2 separate regions of the Hordeum vulgare genome follow, and region 2 is linked to region 1. Evidence: chromatin contacts called from public Hi-C data. All regions are on one chromosome and are shown on one strand. Each heading gives the region's core, a stretch centred on a gene start, on an enhancer-like site or on the middle of the called end of the contact. The rest is flanking DNA. Distances are from core to core; before and after follow the strand shown. Region 1 holds the start of LOC123453071 (alpha-mannosidase At3g26720-like). Region 2 holds the start of LOC123453084 (leucine-rich repeat extensin-like protein 1).

Region 1 (7,692 bases), core at 1,407-3,906:
GTTGGTCGCGAGATCTTATGGGTTTCACCTCTAGCCTACCCCAACTTGTTTGGGACTAAAGGCTTTGTTGTTGTTGTTGTTGTTGTATATAACTGGGCAAAGTATGCATCAGCGTAAAAGTATGGACATACACGAGACCCTACTGTACCTGTGCCAGCGCTGCAGCAACAAAATCATTCACCCGTTGTTCAACGTTGTAATCAAAAAGAAGGGGATCATCCTACACAGACAAAAGTAATGAAGAATGGGTTTATTCCTGGTGTTGACAAAATTAACATATCTGAAGTTCTCATCAATTTACCTGGACAACAGGGGAAGTAGCATCGACTTCAAAATAAAAGTCACCAGGTGGTGGTTCATAATTTTTTGGGAAGATGCCAGCAAAAATCTGAAAGAAAATGAGCAGATTTCCACCATTGCATATGAAATATGTTTACCAAATTTTAAGAACTTCAAATTGATTGTTCTCCGAGAAAACTGGCAGGAGTGCTGCATACTCATTGACAATAAAGAAACTGTTACAAAATATATATGGTCATGGTTTTTATTTGGAGCATGCCACCTCAGTGCGGTGCAGACCACTTGCAGCGAGAAATACTGCTAAGACCCCATGGGTGCGTCGTAATGCAGGTCTACGCTTAATCATCAGAATGAAATGTTTCACAGCACTGACGTAGTTACATTAAGGAAAAGGAAAATGCTACTTACATCAGCTGATGAGCCAAAGGTCTTGGAGCCCCTCCATACAACCTCGAGTTCTTTTGTCCCCTTCCTTGTGTCACGATCTTGGTAATCAATCCGGAAAAAATATAATGCATCAAATCCTACCTGAAAGATGGTAAATGTGTTACACTAGTATACTCCTTATGCACACTAGCCATACATCCAGTCTAAGGCTATGAGATCGCGACGAGCATTGTATCAAGAGCAAAAGATGAACATTGCAGAGAGAACAAGAATAGCAGAGACAAAACAAGGATATTGTAGAGAGAACAAGAATAGCAGAGACAAAACAATCGCGACAAGAGATTTCTCTCTTGGAATTCCTATTATGTTGGGTGGTCAAGAAGTACAGTCAATCACTTGACTCTTGAGAGCATAGTTCTGGGAATTCCTATTATGCACGCTCTGTGAACCTACAGTACTACATCTCAACGTTTAGGTATTACTGTAACCAGCAAGTTCATAGTAGCTAGAACCAGTGCTGACAGGTAACCTATCATAATGGTACAGAAGTCAGCATCCTGAGTTTGAAACCCCTCTTGTCATGCAAATGAGACGTACACGGAAGTAACAGCGGACCATAAAAAAAGTCACACAAAATCTGAAAGCATGACGTAAAATGGATACAGTGAATTACTTCTGCACCGAGGAGGTAAGCCTGAACTGCAGAGTGCCCAAACGGATCTATCTGCCAACCAATCCTTGGAATCTGACCAAACTCCTCCTTGATGAACCTGTGGCCCAGCGTAGTCTGATCAATCATGTCAATGTAGTGCACGGTCGCCTCGTCGTGCATGCACATACCCCCATTTCTTCAGCATCACAAGGAGTAATATGTCGTCAGTCAAAATACAGAGCAGAGGCATGATTTCCAATGCAGCCTAAAACGAAAGTTGTTGAAAGAGCCAGCGTACATGAATTCCAGCCGCCCGGAGCTGACGAGCCCCTTCACCGTATCCTTGATAATGTCGCTCTGCTGCCTCCACCACCTCTGGAAAAATGCCTGCAACCAACCATCCATAAACAGTTTACTGAAGATAAATCACTGCATCGAAGCCAAAACTGAACCCACATTGTAACACCATCCGTTCTATTAGGATGTACAACTGCTGGCCCAGCTCCAATTGTGGAAACAGACAGCAGGGGACAGAGTTCCTGTAACACTCTGACAACTGACAAAAATGAAACTGTTGTACAGCAGCAGGGCTGTTACAGGTAACTGTTGTACATTGCTCTGCAACCTCCCAATTCCACAGCTCCAAGCCTGTCAGATTGCTGGCGGCCATGAAAACCCCCTTACCTGCTCGACGTAGATGAACTTGCGGTTCTCGTCCCTGAGCAGCGCCGGCACGAGCGAATCCAGCACGTTCTGAACGCACGCGCCCTGCGACCAAAATTCCGCTTCAGCGACATCCGAAGCCGACGGGGGCCGGAACTGTAAATCTACACCGAAGCCAAGGGCGACGAATCTAAGGGGACGGAAAACCCCCGGCGGAACCCGGGAGCGGCGGAAGGGAACTCGGACCTGGATGGAGTTGTTGGATCCGACGTAGTACTGGTCGACGGTCTTGAGCCAGCCGACGTCGTCGTGGGTGTGGGGGACGACGTGCACGTTCAGCTTCCCGTTGACCACCCCCGCCGACGTGTTGTAGGGGATGTACGCCGCCTCGCCGTCGCCGGGCAGAAGCAGGACGGCGGCGAGGAGGAGGAGGAGGGCGAGCCGGACGGGGCCCATGGGCGCCGCCGGGGAGCGGAGCGAGCGCGGTGGGGAGGGCGAGGGGAAGGCGGTGGCGGTCGTCGGGTTGCGAGAGTGACGGCTCCACTGAGTGGCCCGGCCGGCGCGGCGAAGTCGACTTGCTAAGACTGAGAGCAGCGGGGGGACGGGCCCGGGCCCGCCTGGCGGTGGGAGGGGTCGAGGATGTGCAGGTGGTTGCGCCCTCGCTGTGCCACGTCGGATATCCGGGGTTCTATCCAGTAGAGCGAATTGCTGTGAGGTCCTCCCGTCCTCTTGATAATTACGGTCTTCTCCTTCAAACATTCCCTCCCTCCTCTCGTGTTTTCTTTGTAAGAAAAAGTCCAAAATAAACATTGAATTTGTAGTCGAAAGATAAATTAAACCCTAAATTTCCAATCCTTGAAATCAGCACACCAAACTCTCTGATCCCGGTCTATTTTCAACCTTAAGAGTGTCTCGCTGGGAATTGTTGACGCGGCAGTCAAATCGGGTCGGCTCATTAAATCAGTCCCTTGCACGCCCCCTCTACCATGGTTTAACCCATTTTTTTACACATGCCTAATTTTTCTCAATACATGAAGTACATTTTCAACACGCACACGAAATATTTTTGATGCACTTTTGAGATTTTTCAAATATCTTATGTACACTTTTGAAAAATACATGTTTTCAACTTTATTTTGAATACACGGTAACGTTTTGCCAGATGCATGTTAACATTTTCTGAAAAATATTCATGTTAATGGTTAAATTTCAGTCCTCTCATTAAATCACTAGCATTTATTGTAGTGGTTTGTGCGACGAGCTCAGCAGCAGCTGGTTGCAAGTTCGACTCTCCGGATTGTTTATTAAAGGGAAGAAAACTCGCTTCAAATGCGGTAGGCCGGCCAGTCACGTTCAGTAAATAATTGTATTTTTTTGATATTTTTAAGGTCATGTATTATAAGAAAAAAGACACCAGAACAAACGAATACAAAAAAAAGACATCTCGCTTTGCGCGTGTAACATTTTCGTAATACTCCCTCTGTCCCAAAATAAATGTCTCAACTTTATACTAACTCTAGTATAAAGTTGTACTAAGCTTAAGACAGTTATTTTGGGACGGAGGGAGTACATGTTTTCGACACTTTTTGAATAAACAGTGACATCTTTTGAAATAGACGTTGCACATTTTCTTCATGACAATGAAACATATTTTAAATTTCTATACAATAAAACATATTCTTGAATACATGGTTACGTTTTGGAATGTTGTTTTCCAAAACACAAACAATTTACAAAATTCTAAAAATATTATTTGAAGAATGTGACACAATTTGTGAAAATCCTGAAGATTTTTCAAAGCATGTGAAAAACTGTTGGAATTCTGAATATTTTTCGTAAATGTGATTTTTTATAATCGCGGACGGTTTTTAAAACTTTGAATATAATTTCAAAAGTACAGTCATTTCAAAAACAATACAAAGGGAAATTAAATTCGGGCCAAAAATAAGAAACATAAACAGTTCTTAACTTCTAAATAATTTTAGAAATACGCGAACATTTTTTAAACTACACGAAATTTTGTTGTGCTATAGTGGGCCAGCCCAAATTCTCGTCCGTGAGAGAAGAAAGTTATCCCGGTCAGGATTATAGTAATCCCAGTGTGTCAAACAGGTCTAGGGTATAAAATAGACCGGGATTACAAGTTCAGAGTGCCAATTCCCGGGATTTAAAATTCAGGGTTTGATTTAGCTTTCGTTTACGACTTCAAGGTTTGTTTTGGACTTTTTCCTTTCTTTGTACTCCGCGGAGGACATCCCTACCAATGACGCATCATCCCCTTTCGAGGAATCCAGTTATGATTCCATGCTTTTGTCGCTTCCTCGATTCATATTTTACTTATCAAAATTTGTTTTACTATATCAACTCCATCCATCATGATTCCACAGACTTTTTTTGAAGTAAATCATGTGTCATTCATAAAGTAGAGTACAAGACCCACACATAGCCGCCGCATAGAGGCAACCAGAACACAATAGGCTCAACACTTCATAAAAAAAGACCCAAAGAATTACGAAGAAACTCTTAGGGGAACTAAAAACAAAATCATCATCAGTCGTCACCATATATCGTTGTTGCCGAAGCTTCAATGAACAAAGGGAAGACACCAACTTGCCTAGGATCAACAGAATGCCACAACATACAAGGTTGCGTTGTGAACCGAAGAAGCAAGGACGCTGCGTGACCCGAGACCTTGTGGCTCGTCGGCCGATGATCTTCCCCATGCTCGTAGAGCGGTGGCTCTATTGTCCTTATCCGACATAGTAAGGAGTCTCGAAGCCGCCTTCCTGCAACCACCACTCTTGTGTTGCGTTGTCCCACAACCGCGGGATTGCGTTCGAAAGGGAAGAGATTTGGTGGTCGGAGAAGGAGAGTTTGATCATGAACCTCCATGCTTGTGATGGATGGGAACCCAGCGATGCCGAGAAGAGACCCGTGGGTGAAAAATAAACCGCTTTAAACACTCGAGCACTCTTGTGTGTGTAAAAAACGGTTGCCTTTATAGGCCGCCGGCTCGGCCACAGCCCAACGGCCCTTGGGCCGATATATGCACGGGAGAGGAAGCCACTCACTTCCCGAAACCCTTTGGTCAGCCCGTTCCCCTAAAAAAGAAAAACCAAAACCCACAAATCCATCCCGGCCGACCACCGCCGCCGCCGCCGCCATGAATCCGGCATGCGCGGAGGCAGCAGCCGCCAAGAAGTCCCGGCACAAGGACAGGAAGGAGAAGAAAAGCAAGCGCAAAGACCCCGCGGAGCACGACGGCGGCGAGTCCGCGGCCGCCGAGGAGGAAGCCGTCCACAAGAAGAAGAAGAAGAAGCAGCACGGGAAGGAGGGGGAGAAGGCGGGTCCGAAGCGGAAGCCGACGGTGAGCATCGCCGTCGCCGGCTCCGTCATCGACAACGCCCAGTCCCTCGAGCTCGCCACCCTCGTCAGTAACCCCGCCCCCTATTATTACCTTCCCTGTACCTTGCATTTCCTAAGCTGCGGATGCTTATAGCGCTCCTCCCCTGCTTCAGCTGGCCGGTCAGATAGCCCGCGCGGCGGCTGTATTCCGTATCGACGAGATTGTCGTCTTCGACAGCAGTCCAGCAGCGGAGAACGGCGGCGGCGCCGAGGAGGAAGAGGAGAGCGGTGCGCGGTTCCTTGTCCGCATACTGGAGTATTTGGAGACGCCGCAGTACCTGCGCCGCCGTCTCTTCCCAATGCACAAGAACTTCAAATATGTGGTGAGAATCTTTAAGAAGGTGGTTGGGTGATAAAGTGGGGATTTCTTGAGGTCGCTGACTTCGTGCTGCTTCTGCTATGCAGGGGTTGCTTCCGCCGTTGGACGCGCCGCACCATGTGCGCAAGCACGAGTGGTCTGAATTCCGTGAAGGTGATGTATCTCTCTTGTGCTGACATTGGTCTCAATTTCGGTTGCTGTCGCGTGTGATCACAACATGAAATGGAGTTTCAGTTTATTCAGAGAGCACTTTGATAGTAAAACATGAATTTGGCAATTTGCCGTGGGCTCTTAAGCCCCCTTTGTTTGGGCTACAGATTTTTAAGAATCGCTTTGGATGTGGATTTTGAGAATCAGCTGCAGCTGCAGATTCCTAAGAATCAGAATCCAACTGTTTATTTGTCATGATTTTGGATAGCTGTAGAAATTTTGAGAGATGTGAAATGCCTATAATCACCGTGGAGCTAGAGGTCGCCTTGTCGGGCGGCTGGCCTGATGGTGAGGTACTCTGTAATAGGGGCAGAGCAGCTGGGGCTCAGGCGTCGGGGGGAGGATCCTGGGAGGCGGATCTGGTGGCAAGGTAGACTCCAAAGGGCGGGACAACTGAAGCTCGAGCGTGGGGCGGTGGATCTAGTTGTGAGCTAGTCTTCAAAGGCGACGGCGCAGATGAAGCTCGGGCGCCGGGCGGAGGATGCTTGCCGGAGGTGGGGGAGGGGCCGAGGCACGCGGATCCGTCCTTTGGGCACCAGCAGGAGCGGTGCGGGTGGATCCGCCGGATTCTCCGCTTTGTTCGCTCGTGATGGAGAAGAGGTCGGGGTGGAGAAGAACACAAGAGGGACAGGGGCGATGAATTTTAGCGGTGTCAGTTCTGTCGTAATTTCGACTGAAAATAGGGCAAGTGCTCAAAACGAATCGTTTTCTTTTGTGGGAAGCTGTAGAATCTATGGAATCACCAAACTCGCTGCCTTCTGGATTTGCTTGCCTGCTAATTCATTTTTAGAATAGATTCTAGGAAGCTAGATAGGAATTTGGTGTGTTTGTTTGAGATTCTGATTTTAGAAGGCCTAGAATCCGAGAACCAGAAGCTGCAGCCCAAACAAAGGCCACCTTAGTAGTGGTTCTTGTGATATATTTTTTGGAATGTGGGCCACAACTAAGCATTTCATAAATTAGGGTGCAGAGTCTTGCAATTGTCCTTTTTTTCATAACCTGGATAGCTTTATTTCAGCGTTCGATTGTTACTTTTGTATTTCGAACTATACCAGTCATGTCATTAAGAGAATACTTTGTTTGGCTTTTGTTCTGCTTTTTCTTAAGGGCTGCTTGAGCTGTCGATGGTACTCGGTAACATGGTTATGTGTGTAGAATTATTTGCTTCATTAAATGCTGCTTCTGTTATTTACCTCTAACTTTTGTTAAGGATCAGCTATGTCATATCGAATGATGTTCTATCACATCTTATGTTCCACATGTATGATTTGACATGATGCTTACAGTATACTGAACTTCGACAGGTGTAACATTGGGTGGGGATCGTTCAAAGGGTACACCTGTTGATGTTGGGTTAAGTCAGGTGAGTATGGTACTCTTATATGCTCATTTTGTTCTCCTGCACATGTTTGAGGAAAGGGTTTTGTTGAAATTTAAATTATGATTTATGCTTGATGTATTCATTTAAGTATGTAATTCTTGGTCGTGTGCTTAGAGTTAACCGATTTGTACCATGGTGGCATACTAGCAAATACCCCACTCTATACAAGTTATTTGACAGAAAAAATATGTGTAACATTCATAAAGTTATGCCATTCTTGAGTAATGCTTCATGCCAACAACAACCCGTCTGCGAATGTGGCAAGCCTATTTCATTACAAGCAAGCACATTTAATTTTTTTTCTTTCTCAGGAGTCATTATTCTTTATATAATTAATGTTTTTGAATTAAGTTGCATTTACAAACGGTCAAACAT
Region 2 (7,692 bases), core at 3,040-5,539, 460 kb before region 1:
CTTGAGTTTGCCTGAAAACAACACTTCCATCCTCAAAAGTTTTTAGTGATCCACATGTTAAAATAGCATTCGTCTTGTTTTAGCCATATTTGTTCGCATGATTAATTTTGATCGTGCCCCCAAAATATATGTGGCTCCAGTGCAATGCACGACCACTCACCCTAGTCAATATTAGAAGTAACATCGACATTTAGTTTTAGATGTACTACAATTTTATAAGCAGGTGAAAATGAGCATGAACGATCATTAACGTGCATGCCATGTGTTACAAGAGTTTTAGATTGCAACTCCATAACTTGCAATTATATTTCTCATTTATAGTGAGCATCGATGGTGAGTTGTTCGAGTAGCATCTTAAGTAGATTATCAACATATTAGCCCGAGCTTGACCTTTGATAAGTATGGTCCCTATCTCTCTAAAAATAATATTTTGGTAACTTGAGTTTGCGTGAAAACAATACTTCCATCCTCAAAAGTTTTTAATGATCCACATGGCAAAATAGCATTTGTGTTGTTTTAGCCATATTTGTTCGCATGATTAATTTTGATCGTGCCCCCAAAATATATGTGGCTCCAGTGCAATGCACGACCACTCACCCTGGTCAATATTAGAAGTAACATCGACATTTAGTTTAACATACCTTGCGCTATTCATAGCCCATGATGAGGTCGCGAGTGGTCGAGGTGGAATTTTCATTGTAGAATTTTTTTGTTGCGCCTTATAGTAAATTTGTCGCCAGAGCAATGATGGGCATATAACATCGATTAATAGGAGCCAACTGTGGTTTTTTACCGCCTTGCCCGCCAGCTGTATTAGCAGGTATCCCCGTAGACCAATACTTGCAAATCTCAACACAATATTAGCGGCTGACATGCAAGCGGAGAAGGTACTCATGTTGTTGGTCCGGACCAATCAACTTGGACAACATCCACCATGAAGTTCTCTAGACTGCGAGCTCGCCAAAGGCCAGCCGCCCATTATCACTTGAGCAAAAGCGCGTCATCATATCCTCTACCCCAATTTTAGAAATTGTGCACCGCCCATTTGTGCTGACATGTCTATATTTCTTGTGAATATATGGACTTAAGTGGTAGAATACCATGCATGCCACTACATCATTTTTTATTTTTACCTAGCCCGGTACCTTCAGTTTCTGTATAAAATCATTAGAATGGGATTACCAATCAATACATGCATGAGTTGCTCTGATTCTGTTTCTTGTTCGCGGGAAGGAAATGACTTCCATGTTGTATGAGTAGTATTACCATTTTTTCTTTTTCTTTGGAGTGTAGTTTGAGTAGTAGTACTGGACCTTTTTTTTACAACAAGAAGAATTTGAGCGAGCACAAAATAAAGCTGCTGTTACGGCCCAGATCGAGCAAACGCCAGCCCATTTTGCAGAATACTCCCGATCAATAGCGTAGCGCCCCTCACGTCCGTCCGCCGCTGGTGCTGGCGTGCTGCTGCGTTTTGCAGGTTTTAGTCCCACCTTGCCTAGCGAGCGGCGTCGGGCGGCCGAGCTGGCTATATAAGGAGGGCGTGGTGCTCCGTTCTTACATACTTACCTGGACGGGGTCGACGGGCGATCAAGAAGGCCCGTGGCCTAGATCAGTGGCCCACATTGCACTTGGTGGGTGCGCTGGCCTACCATCTCCCCAAGTGGGAGAGTGGACGTCATAATTTGTGATAGAGGGGGTACGCGTTCGCGCGGCCCCTGCCAATCCCTTTAAATTAAATTTGGATCCCTGGCATGTTCTCAAACAGAGCGAAGTGCCCTTGCTTAGTTTTCTTTCTAGTCCCTGCCCTTTTGAGAAAAATGCAGTAATTTTGATCCCTGGCCTGTTCTCAAACAGGGCAACTGTGTAGTTCTCATTTTAGTCCCTGCCTTGTCCAGGAATTCGATAGGACGTGTAACATGGTCCATATTTCATCAGGTATCTTTATTTAAATTCAGATTCCTAAGGGAAATATTAAGGAAAAGTCTATCCCTTAATCGGCATGGTGGTGGTGGCAGGCGCCCGCGCCACCAGTCGCTCGCCTCGACGCCATCCGCACGCCGCTGCCAGCCCAGTCGTGCCGCTGGCCGGCCACCAGCTTGTAAAAATTCCGGCAATATGATCTTTATTGTAGGCAATTGTGCCAAGAGGTCATTCTAACTAGAGACAACTTAAAAAAAGGCACTGACAGGGGGATCCAACCTAGTATTCATTTTGTGATCAGCTAAAGTCTGCCCAACACCTGATGTTTCTTTGCCTTGTTGCTAGAGTAGTATGGAGAACAGTGGGTTCAATACTGAGGACCGAGAGAGTGCTTGGATACGTTTTAGTCCCATAACTAAAAGTAATGAGACTAAAACTTGCTAGCCTCAACCATGCTTGGATCCAAGTAGTAAAGAGACTAAAATCATCGGGAGCCCGACCGGAGCTGCCTGCTGCAGGTGAAGTAGAGAGGGGCTCATCGGCAGCCCGACCGGAGCTGCCTGCTGCAGGTGAAGTAGAGAGGGGCTCATCGGCAGCCCGACCGGAGCTGCCTGCTGCAGGTGAAGTAGAGAGGGGCTCATCGGCAGCCCGACCGGAGCTGCCTGCTGCAGGTGAACTAGAGAGGGGCTCATCGGCAGCCCGACCGGAGCTGCCTGCTGCACGTGAAGTAGAGAGGGGCTCATCGGCAGCCCGACCGGAGCTGCCTGCTGCAGGTGAAGTAGAGAGGGGCTCATCGGCAGCCCGACCGGAGCTGCCTGCTGCAGGTGAAGTAGAGAGGGGCTCATCGGGAGCCCGACCGGAGCTGCCTGCTGCAGGTGAAGTAGAGAGGGGCTCATCGGGAGCCCGACCGGAGCTGCCTGCTGCAGGTGAAGTAGAGAGGGGCTCATCGGGAGCCCGACCGGAGCTGCCTGCTGCAGGTGAAGTAGAGAGGGGCTCATCGGGAGCCCGACCGGAGCTGCCTGCTGCAGGTGAAGTAGAGAGGGGCTCATCGGCAGCCCGACCGGAGCTGCCTGCTGCAGGTGAAGTAGAGAGGGGCTCATCGGCAGCCCGACCGGAGCTGCCTGCTGCAGGTGAAGTAGAGAGGGGCTCATCGGCAGCCCGACCGGAGCTGCCTGCTGCAGGTGAAGTAGAGAGGGGCTCATCGGCAGCCCGACCGGAGCTGCCTGCTGCAGGTGAAGTAGAGAGGGGCTCATCGGCAGCCCGACCGGAGCTGCCTGCTGCAGGTGAACTAGAGAGGGGCTCATCGGCAGCCCGACCGGAGCTGCCTGCTGCACGTGAAGTAGAGAGGGGCTCATCGGCAGCCCGACCGGAGCTGCCTGCTGCACGTGAAGTAGAGAGGGGCTCATCGGCAGCCCGACCGGAGCTGCCTGCTGCAGGTGAACTAGAGAGGGGCTCATCGGCAGCCCGACCGGAGCTGCCTGCTGCACGTGAAGTAGAGAGGGGCTCATCGGCAGCCCGACCGGAGCTGCCTGCTGCACGTGAAGTAGAGAGGGGCTCATCGGCAGCCCGACCGGAGCTGCCTGCTGCACGTGAAGTAGAGAGGGGCTCATCGGCAGCCCGACCGGAGCTGCCTGGTGCACGTGAAGTAGAGAGGGGCTCATCGGCAGCCCGACCGGAGCTGCCTGCTGCAGGTGAAGTAGAGAGGGGCTCATCGGCAGCCCGACCGGACCTGCCTGCTGCAGGTGAAGTAGAGAGGGGCTCATCGGCGTCGCAATGAAGCAGCGCAAAGGGGTGCCAAAGGTGTGGTGTTCCAGGCTAGCCGACGGGCTGCATCAGCCAGTGAAGCAGAGCTGACTCGTCGGAGCTGCAACGAAGCACCATCAGGGTTGATTTAAAGCGTGTTGCAACAAAGCTTGCCGGAGTTTCAATGAAGTGTCGTGGGACCGTTGAAGCTTCATGAGCGCTGCAATGGAGCGCCGCAGGGGTCGCCGGAGTTGCAATGTAGCTTCACCCGATGTCGTTGGTGTTGCATTGAATCTTCACCGAATGTCGTCGACACTACGTTGGAGGGCTATGGTCGCGCAACGCCTGCGATAGAGCTGGCACCCTGTTGTGTTGAAGCTGGTCCGCTATCATGACGTTTGTCGATCCTAGATGTGTTGATCCGATGGGTGGGCAGCCGGATGATTTCTCTCGAGTAACACACTGCAACCTAGTCAAGCACGTACGTGGCCAAACGGGCCGGGCCAACCAAGCCCGTGCCAGGCACATTTTTAGCACGGGCCGTGCCGGGCAGGCACACTTTTAGCCCGGGCCGTGCTCGTTAAGCACTTATTTGATTCGCCGTCGACCACTCCCACTCCACTAGTCCACTCCTGCTCTCCCGAACTCCACCAAAGAAAAACTCTGCGCAGGGGGAAAGCCCTAGGCCGCTCTCCCCCGCTCCGCCTCGGCGTCCATGGCGACGGACGCCTCCCCCCCTCCGGCGCGCAAGAGCCCGGGGCCTCAGCCGGCGTCGGACCCCCCGGAAGACGACGCCCCGCCGCTGCCGGCGGGGTACATCTTCATCTGCAGCGGCGAGACCAGGCCCGAGTGCTTCAGGTACAGGGTGCTGGGCCTTCCGCGGGGGAGGCTGGACGCCGTCTCCCGGATCAGGCGCGGCGCCGCGCTCTTCCTCTACGACTTCCACGCCAAGTACCTCTACGGGCCCTACCGCGCCGACTCCGACGGCGGCCTCGCCCTCGAGCCCGCCGCCTTCCAGGGCCGCTACCCTGCCCAGGTACCGCCCCTCACCCCCTCGCGTTCCAGGTCTGGAATCATGTGTGATTGTGATTGTGCGTGTGTCAATCTTTTAAGTACCACCACAAAGAAAGAATGGAGCTTGATGATTTGCCGCTCCATGTGTCACTGAAATGTGGGCCCTGGCGCCACATTTCAGTGGCAAATCACCAGGTCCAACCTTTTACCTTTGTCAGCCGCAGTTTTATGGTTTGCAACAAGATAAATGGTGGCTTTCCTACTGTGCCGATACAAGTGTAATTAAGAGACAAGACATCAAAGAAAGAGAAGAGTTTTCAGTTTTCACCAAGTAATTAAGAGACAAGACATCACAAGTTTACATATGATGATTGATGAAAAGTTGGGAGTCAACTCAAGGACTGATGCTTGTAACATATAGGGAGAACCTGAACCTGAAATACATTGGTTAGAACAGTAGTGTTCCATGCTCCAGCCATACAAGCATTTTGGGTCGCCCACTGTCCGTCCCTCTTAATTAAACTGATTTTGCAATTTACTACTGGCTATGGAGATGAACTTTGCCGTACTTTCTTTGATATGTATAATTATTACTCCCTCAGTCCCAAAATTCTTGTCTTAGATGTGTCTAGATATGAATGTATCTAATCACATTTTAGTATTTTGATACATCCATTTCTAAACAACTTAAGACAAGAATTTTGGGACGGAGAGAGTATTATTTTAGTTTTCTGTTTGATTTCCTTCTGTAGCAAAAGCCAGTTAGCTTGGTGAGAACTCATTTCCACTGCTATGAATGATACAACTTTTTTAAGTACCTTATCTACCAAAGGAGTCCTGACAATTTTAATTTTCTGAAATTTCGGTTCATCTTGGTTCATATTTTGCTCTTTAGTGTCCAGTGACATCCAGCAATCAACCTCATAGATTAACTATACATTATTATTATTCGTAAACTGAGTGTTCAGTGTTCTTCTTATATGTGCAGGTCAAATTTGTGATTGATGGTGATTTCATGCCTATCCCAGAGAGTAGCGTAAGAAGTGCCATAAGCGAGAATTATTCCCGTGGGAAATTTTGGCCTGAACTTACCTTTACGCAGGTAAGTGGGAACCAGTGTTTATTGATGTTTTGTACTTGAAGAGAGGTGAAACGAACTGTGCTGAATCTGTCTTGTATATATGTAACTCCTGTACAAAGAAAAGAGGTTCTATCTTCAGGCAGGCTGCCAGATGAACACTCATTCTCACTTATGTATGATCTTTTGTATAGATCAAAGTATCAAATTAGTCAGTTCACATATTGCTTTGCCTAGTTTGAACTTTGAACAGTAGTTTCCACCCTTACTTCAGTACTTGCTGTTGTGGTGTAGGCACATGTAGAAGCAAGTCGAGATTTAGAGGGATGGCTATTTAATCTTTATTCACTATGGTTTAACTTTGAGAACGGAACTTATCATTTTAATGCGTTTACATTGCATCTCAGTCATTTATTTTGTAGAACTAGGATATTCTCTAGTATGACAGCACCCATAGGTTTCTGATTGTATTTAAGCTGTTTTGTAGTTAAACTGTCCTTGGAAAATAGAAATACGGTAGAGAGATGAGGAAAGTGGGTGTAATGGGAACAAGTTTCTTGTACCTTAATTGTAATCTTCCCCTTCAGTCCCACCTCCCCCCCTATGTAATTCTGAACAAGTGTATTGGCTCTTCGGTTGGTAATAAAGTTCAGGTAGGCATAAGGCCGCTGTTGACGCGTAAAAAAAACGGCAACATGTTTTTTTCTTCTTCTATTACTTCTTCTCTTGAGTTTTTTTGGGTGGAAATACTGGTATAGATCGATCTTACATGTCAGTGTACCGGTTTGTTGGAATAGGCAGGAATAGCACCTTCATCCTCCATCTTTCTATTCTGTCTTAATTTTATCAGTGCTTAGTTGTGACTATGTCACATTTACCTGCATTGCATTTTCATTGCTGTTGGATTCCTGTTGTAGGTTGAGAAACTGAGAGCATTGTTTCGTCCAATTGCTTTATCGCCAGTGTCAGAGGCACCACCCCCGCATTATGTTGACAACAGGCATCCCACCCAATCTGCTGCTTTTCTACCTCCTTCAGCTTCATACCCAACACAGCCAGCTTCTTATGTGTATCCACCAAGCACTTATGCTCCTCCTCAAGCTGCCCCTCTGGTGCCAAATAACCCTTACCCACGCCCAGATTCTCACCTTCCTCTGACTGCTCAATACACCGTACCTGCTTACTATGCGACCACAACTGCGTATCCGTATCAAGCAGGTTATCAAGCATATGGTCCACCTCCTGCCACCTACCACTACGCCCAAGCGCCTCCTTTGCAATATGGCTATGCGCAAGCCCAACACTACGTGCCTTCCTCTGATCCCTACTATGCTGCTAATCAGAATGATCCATACCGATTTGATGCTGTGAAAGCTCATTACCAGGAAACTACTTCTGGGAGGTATGTATGGTAGCCACAATTGGTCCTAGTACTTTCCTCTTTCCTATGCATTTTTTTTTTTGCAAAGCAAATACTATACATCGGTCAATGTCGGCCTGTTGATGTCTCGAAACCGCATTGTTCAGCTAGTCTAGATAGTTCTAAAAGGAAATTACTTGCAAGGAGAATGTGGATATAGATACATACTCTGCGTGTGAGAAGTCACCATTTATTCATGTTTTTTCTTTTCTTTTTGGCTACATGCACAAATAGTTGATTGGATCGTGCCTTTGCCTTGCACGTTCTTGTGTTTCAGAGCTGCCTATGGTGTACCACATGAAGCGGCTGCGACGAACCTGCAACTTGTCAGGCACTACGGGTATGCTCCAGGCAGCGAGGGTGCAACCGGAGGAACTACCCCACAACCCAGTGCTTATGGAGCAGCGCCAGCGATCGACTCCTTCCCGGGCGCCCCAGCGACCTCTCAGGCTGTGCCATTGGTACATGCCGCCGCAGCTGCACCAGCTTACCTGTGACCATTCAGTTCTTTTTGCCA

What was found. A called contact is a pair of places that touch in the nucleus more often than the background predicts.
Region 2: a contact with region 1 is called in a Hi-C map of leaf, with 5 times the contacts expected there. The contact joins the promoter of LOC123453084 here to the promoter of LOC123453071 in region 1. A contact is called at or near these places in 3 of 6 Hi-C or Micro-C datasets (leaf and seedling).

Annotation. Positions count from the first base shown.
Region 1 is chr5H:564,602,623-564,610,314 of MorexV3_pseudomolecules_assembly, reverse strand. It overlaps LOC123453071 (alpha-mannosidase At3g26720-like), which reads right to left and starts at 2,656. Exons shown (of 29, transcript XM_045129834.1): 1 at 2,249-2,656; 2 at 2,024-2,107; 3 at 1,638-1,726; 4 at 1,361-1,535; 5 at 709-828; 6 at 302-388; 7 at 149-220. The coding sequence starts at 2,458. LOC123453070 (putative methyltransferase C9orf114) reads left to right here and starts at 5,072. Exons shown (of 10, transcript XM_045129832.1): 1 at 5,072-5,432; 2 at 5,521-5,730; 3 at 5,813-5,879; 4 at 7,241-7,299. The coding sequence starts at 5,166.
Region 2 is chr5H:565,064,666-565,072,357 of MorexV3_pseudomolecules_assembly, reverse strand. It overlaps LOC123453084 (leucine-rich repeat extensin-like protein 1), which reads left to right and starts at 4,289. Exons shown (of 4, transcript XM_045129846.1): 1 at 4,289-4,699; 2 at 5,666-5,779; 3 at 6,673-7,157; 4 at 7,453-7,692. The coding sequence starts at 4,379. The coding sequence ends at 7,672. LOC123400453 (a small nuclear RNA gene) reads left to right here and starts at 1,559; the gene lies at 1,559-1,719.